Linked DNA regions of Gossypium arboreum: region 2 is linked to region 1. A link is a contact called in public Hi-C data. All regions are on one chromosome and are shown on one strand. The core of a region is the stretch at or near the end of the contact, and the rest is flanking DNA. Distances in the headings are between cores, read along the strand shown.

Region 1 (5,787 bases), core at 1,535-4,034:
ACTAACGTGGGTTTTGTGAAGATAAAGGGGAAAATAGGGTATTTTTTAAAACTTTGATAAAATTCTTTAAAACTACTCCTAAATTGAACCCTTTTCCAAAACAGTCCTTATTTTACAATTGAAGGTCTTTTTAGCATTATTTTCAAAAATTTATTTAATTTTTCAAAAGTTATGATCGGAAATAATTTTCGGTTACCACAATTCAGAAATTTCTAAACCTACTCCGAGCCAAGATTCCTAATTTACCCTCAAAACTTTTAGGCCCAACTTTGGGATGTGATAACGAATCTCACTAATCTTCTCTTAGCCCCTATACTATTTTCATTAGTTATTAAAAAAATCATTTAATAATTCTTATTTGCTAATGTCATGGTCAACTCATAAATTTCTCGATGTTATCCTCAGACTGTCTCGATTTAAAGAAATTCGGTCTTAAAATCAAAATTTTTTTTAACACTGATGAAGATTGAGTCTTTACATGATTTGTAAGGGCACTGAATCAAGTTAAATGATTGAAGACGTACTTCGAGCGTCTTCTATAAAATCCAAGACTAGAAGATTTTTTTTTGGTGAATTACATGAAGAGGGCAAAGCCGTAACAACAATGCGACTATCACAACTTAAACTCAGGCCATACATGGAGTGATGAACACCCTAGTCATCAGGCCAACACACGAGGTTCAACACCAGAAGATATTGAACATCATACTAGAGCCTTTTTTGTCGATTGATTAGAGGTGTGTTGATGCTAAAAATTTTTGGCAACTTAGTTCATACCACGTATCTCCCATTATTATCTAATTTTGAAATGGTTGATAGATAGAAGTGGGGGTTTGCCATTTTGGTCTACCTATACATAGTGCTATTTAACGTGTGCTGAACGAGGAATGAACTAGTAAATGGCTGCCTAGTGATTTTATAATTGTAGGGGTGATGTCGACTTTCATGGATTGTGCTTAACCTCTTTGATATTCTAAGTTTCCATCTTGCTACAAAGTAAAATTAGGAGCATATGTTATAAAGTCTATTATGTTCTAAATGTCTTATATCTATATTGACATTTTGTATTTTAATAGGTGATTCGCGCATCGTGTTCATGCAACATATTGGAAGGAGAAATCTTAGTGATATCAGCATCTATTTGATGATAATTCAAATGATTCGATAATTTTTTATTTTATTTTGTTAAGTTTATTTACTATCACCTCGTAATCAAATTTAAAGATAACATCTTTACTATTTTTGCAATTTGTTTGTACAACGTATTAAGTGGAAGAGATTACAACTATACTACTGCCAAAGACACTTGTGCACATCCATGTTTTTATTGTGTGCATGTTGCTTATATGCTTTTTTTACATCAAATGGCATTGGTCTGATCAGGTATTATATATTTTGGAAAATCTAAAAAATTTTGCCAAATTTAAATAACATGAATTACTATCACCCCATAAATTTGCTTTTAGGGTTGGAGCATAATTGAGCCACTAGATTTTTCAAGTACATTGCACATTAGGCCATTAAAATATGGATGACTATCATCCTTTAGATTTGCATTTGTGATCAGAGCATAACTAGATCACTATATATGGATGACTATCGTCTAAAATACCTTGCATGGACCCAAATTGCCAAATTGTCATTTCAGCCTGTTAGGAAACTATTAGTCCAATGTAGACACAAATGATAGGCATCCATGTCTTGAAGAATGCATATTGCTTGAAAGTTGTCTTGGGTATAATATCAAACACTGCGTTGTTTAAGTATAGCATCCATATAACACATCAAATATATACAAATACAAATACATTCTTTAACAAGAATAATTCATTACATTATTTAACAAAAATAATGAATTACATTGAATGTAAATACATCATCAACACAACTTTTCACTAACTCGTTGATTGATTTCTTGTCACAACCAAATTAGTTCTTTTGTATAACATTTATGATCCAAGTGACCCTAAATTTATTAAAAGGTTGAATAAAATAGAGGATTATAAATATAGATAATTGAATACATTTTAAGATATTATATACTATTATATTTTTACCTTCTATTAGGAGGGAACTGTTACGGTTGAGAATGGATGGATGTTAGCCACGACACCCGTATCCATGCCAATGTTTGTAGAAGCAGACAATAATTATTTGTTTTGTTAATCTATCCTCAAGTTGCCCTACATAGCTTCTTATATAAATACGCTAGAGTCGCCACATCCTATTTTTTTATTTTATTTTCTATCTAGCTACAGTTTTAACGAAATGTTTATCACATTTTCTCAATATGATTTTTCTCAAATATTAACCATTTATTGTCAATTCTTACTTTTAAAAAGAAATTGTCAATTCTTTGGATGTGTTTTTCTTAAAACAAAATCAATTCTTAGAATGTGTTTTAAAAAAAATCAAATTGCCTTTTTTTTTTGAAAAGGTTTAAATTTAGTACGTTTTCTTGACTATATTGGATATATATAATATTATCTAAAATCATGAAAAATAAGAAACATTTTTAGGTGGAGGAGTTCATGAAGGGATGAGCGGCGAACCTCATTAATCGACCCATTAAGCATTTTATATTTTAAGTATATTATAATTTAAATTTAAATTAAAAATTTAGAAATAAACTAATTAAATTCTTAAAAATAAAAATAATTCTAAAATTTTAAAGAATTGAGGGATTTTAACCTATTAAATAACGATGGTTGTAGATTTATTATTTAAAAAAAAATAAAAAAGGGTATTTATGGAAGAGTAAAGGTGTTAAAAAGAATAACGTCATGATTTCAAAGCGATAGGAGGCGTCAAAGTTTCTGTCAAACCAAACAACATTTCTCAGTTTTTCATTCCCTTTCTCTCAGCTCTCAAAAATAGAAAAAATGCCCCCTTTTCTTTTTAGAACCAAATGAAATTTACTTACAGTGTTCCAAAAAGTTAAATTTTTTTTATTGCAATTTAATTTCTAATACTAACACCGAACGCACAAAGCAAAAGCACTGTTAGCGTTGGTGTTGGAGAAGAGTTTGTTTCTCTCTCTTCTTTCTACTTTCTGCTACAACACGACGACACACTCCGTGCTGGCAAAGATTCCTTCATTCTCTTCCTTCCTTTCTCTTACCCTAAAATTTTCCCCACCAACATTCACTTTTAACATGTTTTCTGTTTTCTTCATCTAAAAACCACTTCCTTTTTTCTTCAATTATTAGGAGGGGTTATTATGGGATGTTCTAGTTCAAAGTTAGATGATCTTCCGGCAGTTGCTCTTTGTCGGGAAAGATGTGCCTTTTTAGACGAAGCGATTCGACAACGTTTTGCTCTAGCCGAAGCTCATGTTGCTTACACTGCGTCTTTAAAGTCATTTGGTCAGTCTTTGAATAATTTCGTGGAGCATGATTTTGGAACTTCTTCAGGGGCGCTACCTCCTCCTCCTCCGTCGCCCAATAAACTTAAAAGCAAAGCCGTGGATCCAATTGCCGTTGGCCCAAGTTCTCCCAAGAAAGGTCATCACCATTCCCATTCCAATTCTGGTTCTCATCTTCACTTCCATTCCGATTCGGATGAAGATGACTCCGGCGGCTCTTTGCACCATTCAGACCATTCTTCGCCTTTGCACGACGATGGTGGGGGTCATATAGAGTATATGCACCCAAACTATCCCAATTATGGACCTCTTGAATCTGGGTCTTTTCCCGGCGGATTTATGCATATGAATTTTATGAGGAAGCAACCAACACCTTCGATTGTTTATGAACAAAGGCCTATGAATCCGGAGACTGTTTATATGGGTGAATCTTCATCTTCTTCTTATTATCCTCACTCTTATATGAGTAACAATAATCCTAGTTCTAGTTCATACCCTTATCAAGGTTACCCCAATTACGGTGGTTTTAGTAATTATTCTTCTTATTCGGCGCCTGGTTATGAGTCTTCACTGCAACCGATGGCGGGGTCATCCTCGAAACCACCACCGCCTCCACCTTCGCCTCCGAGACCTTCAGCTTGGGATTTCTTGAACCCTTTCGAGAGCTATGAAAGCTATTATCCTCCGTTTACGCCGGCTAGGAATTCAAGAGAAGTTAGAGAAGAGGAAGGGATCCCTGAGTTGGAAGATGAGGATTATCAACATGAAGTAGTTAAAGAAGTGCATGGAGACCAGAAGTTTGTTGATAGCGGTGGTTATTCCAAGCCCCCAGTTAAAGATGAGGATGGGAAAGTTGCTGCTAGTGAGTCAGAGGCTTCGCTTTATCAGACACGGCCGAGTGTTGGGATTGAAAATGATAGGGTGGAATATGAGGTTCATGTGGTGGATAAGAAAGTGGTGGATGATGAGAGGGCTGAGGAGCGTGGTACCGGGTCAAGGGGCGCTCCAAAGGATGTTTTTGAGGTGATTAGAGAGATACAGGTTCAGTTTGTGAGAGCTGCCGAGTCGGGGACTGAAATTGCCAAGCTGCTTGAGGTTGGAACACTTCCTCATCACCGCAAACATGGTATGGATTTTCATTCTTTTCATGGGATTATTGTGTCATTTATTTGTCCTTTCACTTGGCGAGTAAGAATTTTGTGGATATTCAATATCTGTGATTTCACAAGTACTGATACTTCATTAGATTGGACCTTTTTTTTTTGTCCAACTGTTGGTTTTCTGCGAGTCATACTAACTGTGGGATTTGGTATGTTTGTGGAGCAGTTTCCAAGATTTTGCATGTAGTTACTCCTTCGTTATCTGTAGTACCATCTCAGCCATCTACTTCTCAGACTGGCGAGTCTTCTTCGTCTGCTGACAACACTGATCCAGCTTTTCTAGAAATCAATGAAGAAATGGCCAGGAAAACGAAAAACCTTTCCGCTACTTTGCAGAAGTTGCATCTTTGGGAAAAGAAGCTCTACAATGAAGTAAAGGTATATTGTGCTTCTGTCCAAGCCTTCTCTTTACAGTTTTAGATTCATGATTATCTCGAGTTGCTGTATGGTCTAATTGATTCATGATTATAAGTAGTGGTTTCACATTTGGTTCGTTTTTAATTTAGTGTATTATGTTAGAATATGTTTCATTATCTATTATGTTTTACACTAATTTTATTTATATCTCATTTAAGGAATTGTTTCTCTGAAAGTTGCTGCTCTGAGATATTTACCTTTAAAGGGCTTGATGGTGTTGATTTTATGCTTTTTCATGGATAGCATAATAGTGGCTTTTATTCAATTTATGTTGTTTCTGTACCATTTTAGAAATACCTTGTCATCATCATAACTTGGTTTCTAGTGGAACTACAATGTTTTAGTTATACTCTGGAATGAAGAGATGTTGGGCATTTCTTTTAGTGGTTCTGTAACCATTCTTATCATTCTAACTAGAAGTTTCTGATCTTCAGGCTGAGGAGAAGATGCGGGTAGCTTACGACAGGAAATCTCACAAGTTAAGGCGACTAGATCAAAGGGGTGCTGAAGCTAATAAAATTGAGTCAACCCGGAATACAATCAGGGGTCTGTCCACGAAGATAAGAATAGCAATTCAAGTTGTTGACAAGATATCTGTGACAATTAATAAGATCAGGGATGAGGAACTATGGCCACTGCTAAATGAACTGATTGAAGGGTCAGATTATTTCCATTTGAGTGTTCTTAGTATTTGATTTCTTTAATTAGCATCTTTGATGAGATTACTTAAAGCTGCCTTTATTGGTTGCATGATGACATTGCTTTAACAGTTTTACCAGTTTTACGGGTCTCTTGCCCTTGCTAGCAATGAGAGGTGAATGTCAATGCTGCATGCTGGCATGTGAG
Region 2 (6,151 bases), core at 1,834-4,333, 130 kb before region 1:
TGTGACAGTATAAAATTGAACTAGACAGTATAAAGCCCATGATTGACTGAAATTGAGAACCACTGCCATATAAGGATACCTGAAAAAAGAGGAAAATTTGACAAGACAATGAGAAATTCATTAAGAAAGCCAATTCACTTTTCACTAATGATTATTCATCACTTTACTGCAACAACAGAGTACCAGAATGTTTCAAACAAACACTTTTGCTCTGCTCACAAGTGAAACAACATCATAAATTCAGGTTTAAGGTGGCTTATTGCTTAGTAGGTGAAGAACTAAAACAGGCATCAATACAATTCACAATCATTCAAAATTACATTGTTCTACCCAGAAAAGGTTTGCCTACAGACAACTCATACAAAATCCACATTATCACCAGCAGCATTCTACATTAATATTATCTTACCCACATCCCCATTTGAATTCTCCTTCACAATATACACCAAAAGCTTCAAGAATTAGTGACAAAAGAGCAGTCAATAACTTGATTATCATCTGCAGACAGAAAATACAACTACATTAAAAAACGAAACAATGAAAGAAACAAAAATAATATTTTATTTCTTCCAGCTAAAAGCCCTTACATATTGGACAATGCCAAACTTGACAACTTGGTAAAACCATTGGCCAAGTTTCCATGGTCTTAGGATATAATTCACGGGAAAGGGGTGTTTAACGGTTCCCTTTTCACAATCGAGTCCCAATAGTGGAGTTTTAGAACTTGCATGTCCTAGTCTCTCCATGAATTCAATAGTCCGCTCTTCCCCACCTTAAAAGCAGAAATTGAAAGAAATATTCCAATAAAATGATTTTCTCAACATGAGCCACAAATGTAAAAGTCGTTCAACTCTGAAAAAGGAAGACTATCATAAAATTAAAGGGAGAAGACAAAAGTAAAATGAAATATTTAACAAATAGCCTCTATGATGGATCTTTGGAAACTCCACAAATGCATGTCTATCACAAGCTTCAATTTCTGAATATTTTGATAGTAATTATTATTAGAATTTTAGGCCCATAGTATGAAATACAAGAAAAAACTAGCCTGTACATCAGGTAGACAGAAGTATTGAACAGTCCAATTCCAATCTTCTTTTGTACCTCTTTCTTTAATGAAATATTTACAGTAAGCTTTTCATTTTATTTCATGTGTCATCGATAGCTCAATGCATGAGATTCTTTGAACAAACAACTTCAAATTAATACCAGTTATTGGCTAGTAACTGGGAAAAAAAGCCTAGAGCCACCATGTAAAATGTTTACTGTTAAGCCTTCAGAGCAAGTCATCATTGCTAAAGGTGAGGGGTACAAATAATCACGACCTAGACCTTGCTTGAGTAAAACAAAAAAAGTAGAGCACATTTTCTTTTAGAATTTAACTAGAGTGACTTGGAGGCATTATGAGTCAGCATGGTTTGTTAGACATCAGAAGATTACATACATTGTTAAACAGTGAGAAATGAAGAAGAAAAGCATTGAAATTCTGTTCAAAGACATGGAAAAAAATATCAGGGTGCCCAAAGTTCAGATTCAAGGTTTTATTAAAAGCAAATAACAAGATGATGCCACCACAGAAACTGTAATCTCAATGAAATAAAAGGCAAAGCTGATACAGAAATAAGAAATAAATCTTTATTAGAACTTCAAGGCTCTAGAAATGGACATACCCAAGCAAGCAACAAGGTATCTTCCAAAGCAATACATGGCAAATGATTCATAGCAATCACGTAGAATCGAACAATAGACACTAATCGATGGATCCACCAATGATACAAACTGTTAACATAATCCATGTTAGCAAGACAAAATATAGCATATTATTGCACTGGATGCATGGTGCAAAGAAAAGCATGTTTAAAGCACCTTGCCCAAACCATACCTAAGACTAAACGGCACAAGAAACTTAAAATAGTAACCTAAGCTTAATACGGATCAAATTTCATCCAAACACAAAATTAAGTAAATTCAACCAACCACACCTTTCAAATCAAGTATGTTAGCAATTCTGCACTGGTGAAGATCATGCCAATGAATTTTACTTAAATGTCTTAATGTACATATCCAGATCAATGAATTTTACATATATAAAAGATGTATATTCAGCAATCTCGAAAATTTACTTCAAATTTTGAAAATAATCGAGCATGATATTTCAATTTCAGGAGTCTTACCTACAGAAATTTAAGCGGCATGAAATTTCCAGAGTTGATCATAAACATTTAGCTAGTGGTTTTACCAAGTACATTCCATAATCACTAAAATACCAACTTCCACCAAACAAATCAAAATTGAATTAGGAACAAAGGACAACAAATTATGAGCATTTTTTAATTCATCAAAACTCAAGATACATGCTGATGATTTTAACATTACATTATTAAACATTAATGCAAAAGACTAAGATGAACTACATAAAACATCTAGCTCTAGCTTCAAAAGATCCCACTAAACTAAGAAAATAAGTGAAAATCCAATGAAAAGAAACTCACTGATTCTACAGAATAGCAAGGAACCATAAGAATAACCCCGATCAAGAACTTCTGCTCCTGCTAGTCCAAGATCACACAAGAAAAAGTCAACAAAAGCAATATAGAATAAGCCAAAAATTAAAATGACTAAGAAAACAAAAGCTTGCCTCAGGATGCTTGTATGAAGAGAGGTGCTGGAAGATAAGATACACTGAAAGCGTAAGTGCAATGACTAAAAACACTCCAGCTATCAAAGTCGCCCAAATAGGAGGCGAATAACCCAATAGATAATCTGTAATCTTCATCAGCTTTTAAACTTTCTTTTACTTTGATGACGATCAGCGTAACTTATTTTCCATTTACAAAAGCCAAGAAGAAAAAGTAGTTAAAAAATCAAAGGGTTGAAAATTTTAAAACCCTAGAAAAAACTTTGACTTTGATCGATAGGTGAGGGGAAGCAGGCACGGACGCTGCACGTGTATCTGCTTTATCCCCTATTGCTGGGCATCTTTCAATCTGGTTCTTCTTGTGGCATATTTTTAGAGGGTTGATGTTGGGTTACTTGCTTGGCTCGAAATTTGAAATAGATTTTTGGCAAAACATTACGCAGTAAAAAAATAGTTGTATTTAAAATATAAATTAGCTTATTCAAGGCTCGGGTTTATAATACATGAAAAATAAATTTATACTAAATATATAATATATCTTTAATCTAAATAAATATTTAAATAATGTTAAGGTAAATATATAAAAAATTTAATAAATAGAAAATATTTAAAATTATTAAATATTAAATTAAAATAATATAAATATTTAAAAAAATAATATGGGTGAGTCTAAAATAAACTTAGGTTAATTTTTTGCAAATATGGTAGACTTGAATAAAATTTTAAACTCATATTTTCAAGTTAAGTCAAGCTTGAAAAATCTTAAAACATGTTAATATCATGTTTAAGCCGATTCGACTCATAAATACATCTACGTGTGTTATGTTTTTTAAGGATACCTATTCAATTTTGCTTATAAAATAGATTTGTTTAATGTATTCAACAAATAGTGAATTATGATGGAAGGAGTTGACTTATCATGCAGCTGGTCATACTTAAAATTTTAGAGTAAATAAAATTTTATAATTCAAAGAAAAATCTAAAAATATGAGCCGGAAAATTAACTGAAAATGTATGATATGTAATAATAAAATAAATGAAAATTTTGGACTTTAACAATTACTTATCTTGATAAAATCACATTTATTTATTAAGTAAACTTTAACTAAAAATAATTATATTTATTTTAGTCATTTTTCTATTTTTAATTATAAATTAATAAAAATTTAATTATTATAAATTTTATTTTATTTCAATTTTAATTAATAATTTTAAGTTAAATATTATAATTATTTAGTAATATAATAAAAATAAAATGTATTCTCCTCAGTTTAAAATTTTTCTAAACTCGTACTTATATATATATATTAATTATGGATTATAAATAAGGTGAAATTTTTTAAAATAAGGATAACAATATAAAATAGAATTTTCATAATTTAAAATTTACATTTATTAAATTGACAACTTAATTTTTCTAAAATTTTAATATTTAATTTTTAATCTAACAAACAATACCTTAATATTTCTTTAAAAAACCCTATTATTATCAAGTGGATGTGATTGAAATTGGTGTAAGAAATTAAAAATATAATTCAATTATAAAATTTCGTAAAAGAAAATAAATTATAAAACCGGCACATTTCAGTATTTTAATTTTAATATGAACAATTAAAATGTTATCCATATTTTTTAGTATTTTCAATTTAAAAATAATTAGTAAATAGAAAATAACTCATTAATTAATGGATGAGTATTTGATATACTTATAGTGTACTTTTTTTTTATTCTACAAGTAGTCTCAAAAAATTAGCATGTGCCTTTTTTTTAAAAAATATTTTACTATATTTCTATAAGACATTTGTCAAATAGTAATTCTACTTTTGACATTTAAAAACTCTATTAATACTGACGGTGTACTAGACCTGCTCATGGGTTGGGTCACTTGCCTATGCCTGAAGACCCGCTTGAAATATAAGAGGTTTGAACAAAAATATGAGGTCTGAAAAATAGACTTAAGTAAAATTTAAGGCTCATTTTTTATACATGTCAAGTTTTGGGTAAAATTTTTTGGCCCAACCCAAATGTATATTGTTATGAAAAAATAATTATATTAAATTACTAACTCAATAACAATTAAATCAATTACCCAAAACCTGAAAAAAGTTTATCCAACTAAATAACCCAACTCAAAATATAAAATTATATTTAATACAATAAAATATTTATTATATTTATGGTAGTGTTTTTTTAATATAAATGCTCTTTAATGTGTTAGAAAAATTTATTTTAGTCTTTTTAATGCATTTAATGTATTATATTTTAAAAAATATTTTTAAATAAAAATTAATTAAAAATTAAATATGAGTAGACTGAGTCAGACTCGAATTTACCTTTCTTAAATTAGATCAGGTTAGACAGAAAATAAACTCGTGTTTTGAGCCGAGCCCATAATTAAAAAATTAAGTTGGATAACTTGCATAGCCAGCATGAACCGATTTACCCTAGCTCGTGATCACCGCTACACCCTCTTAAGTACAGAAAAGCACTAGCAAGGGAAAGGTTGAGAACAACAAATGCATCAAAATTAAAATAAAGCTTCCGAGTATGGACCATTAGAGAAAGTAGCCGGAGATATAAATTGTTTCAGCCATATTTATCAACTAAAAAACTTTAGAATGAACTATTTTTATTTGAAATAGTTTTGAAGCTCTGGAGATGACATTTTCAGTGAGCTTGTGAATGAGTTTATTCACTCAATTCAACAATTTCTGATATCCGTATATCATCAAAAATAAAATTCCTTTACATTGCAATAATCTAATCATGATGTTGATCAACATAGGACTTCAATGGCAGCACTAACATTTCACTGGAATAAATGGAAACCAAGCAAGACCAAGATGAAAAGACAGTCCCAATTCGAATTGATTCTTGAGACATCATTGCTTGGAGGGGATGCTGTTCCTTCAAAACAGAGAAACATTGTGAGTTCTGGGTTCGAGGAGATTAGGCAACACTTGAGAATATAATGGACACTGTCTGCAATTTAAGACACAGGCTTAGAGACTTATATTTTACTTACTTGAACAAGATGAGGAGTCTTGAACAAGGGTTGTCATGATGGTTGAGTTGTTAAAGCCCGCGTAGGAACATGTTGATCGATTGCAACCTGCAGCGGTGCTATTTCCAATAGACAAACCTTCGGCACCTTGGCATTTCATGGATGGGCATGTATCCCACTTGGATGGTTTATTCTGGGATGGTTCACAATGTAATCTGACCAAGACAGCATAGTTATATATAATGAGAAAATTAGCAGATTGAAAGGCCAAAATTCCTGAAATAGTAAGGGGTTTGAAAGTATAAACTTACGTCCAGTTGTTAGCAGCATCACACATGCATTTCACACAACCATTTGCAGTGAAAAGGTATGTGCCATTAGCAACAAGTAAAGGGAAGTCGAAGGAGTCACCGCTTATGGATGAGTTGCAGGCTGTTGAGAAGGATGGACAACATCAAAGATTACGACAATGACACAAGGTTATAAATGAAATATCAGTAATTTTTCAC

Evidence for each region. Hi-C and Micro-C count contacts between places; a contact is called where the count stands out from the background.
Region 2: a Hi-C map of leaf shows a contact between it and region 1, with 4 times the contacts expected there. The contact joins the promoter of LOC108479762 here to the promoter of LOC108479554 in region 1. A contact is called at or near these places in 2 of 5 Hi-C or Micro-C datasets (both in leaf).

The regions. Positions count from the first base shown.
Region 1 is chr12:7,254,009-7,259,795 of ASM2569848v2, reverse strand. LOC108479554 (protein ALTERED PHOSPHATE STARVATION RESPONSE 1-like) reads left to right here and starts at 2,784. Exons shown (of 5, transcript XR_001870477.2): 1 at 2,784-4,490; 2 at 4,691-4,902; 3 at 5,376-5,599.
Region 2 is chr12:7,385,821-7,391,971 of ASM2569848v2, reverse strand. LOC108479762 (protein LAZ1) reads right to left here and starts at 3,083. Exons shown (of 8, transcript XM_017782536.2): 1 at 2,639-3,083; 2 at 2,493-2,549; 3 at 1,671-1,779; 4 at 588-772; 5 at 410-498; 6 at 1-79. The coding sequence starts at 2,776. LOC108478523 (lysM domain-containing GPI-anchored protein 2) reads right to left here. Exons shown (of 4, transcript XM_017780985.2): 2 at 5,954-6,074; 3 at 5,664-5,857; 4 at 5,234-5,539. The coding sequence ends at 5,448.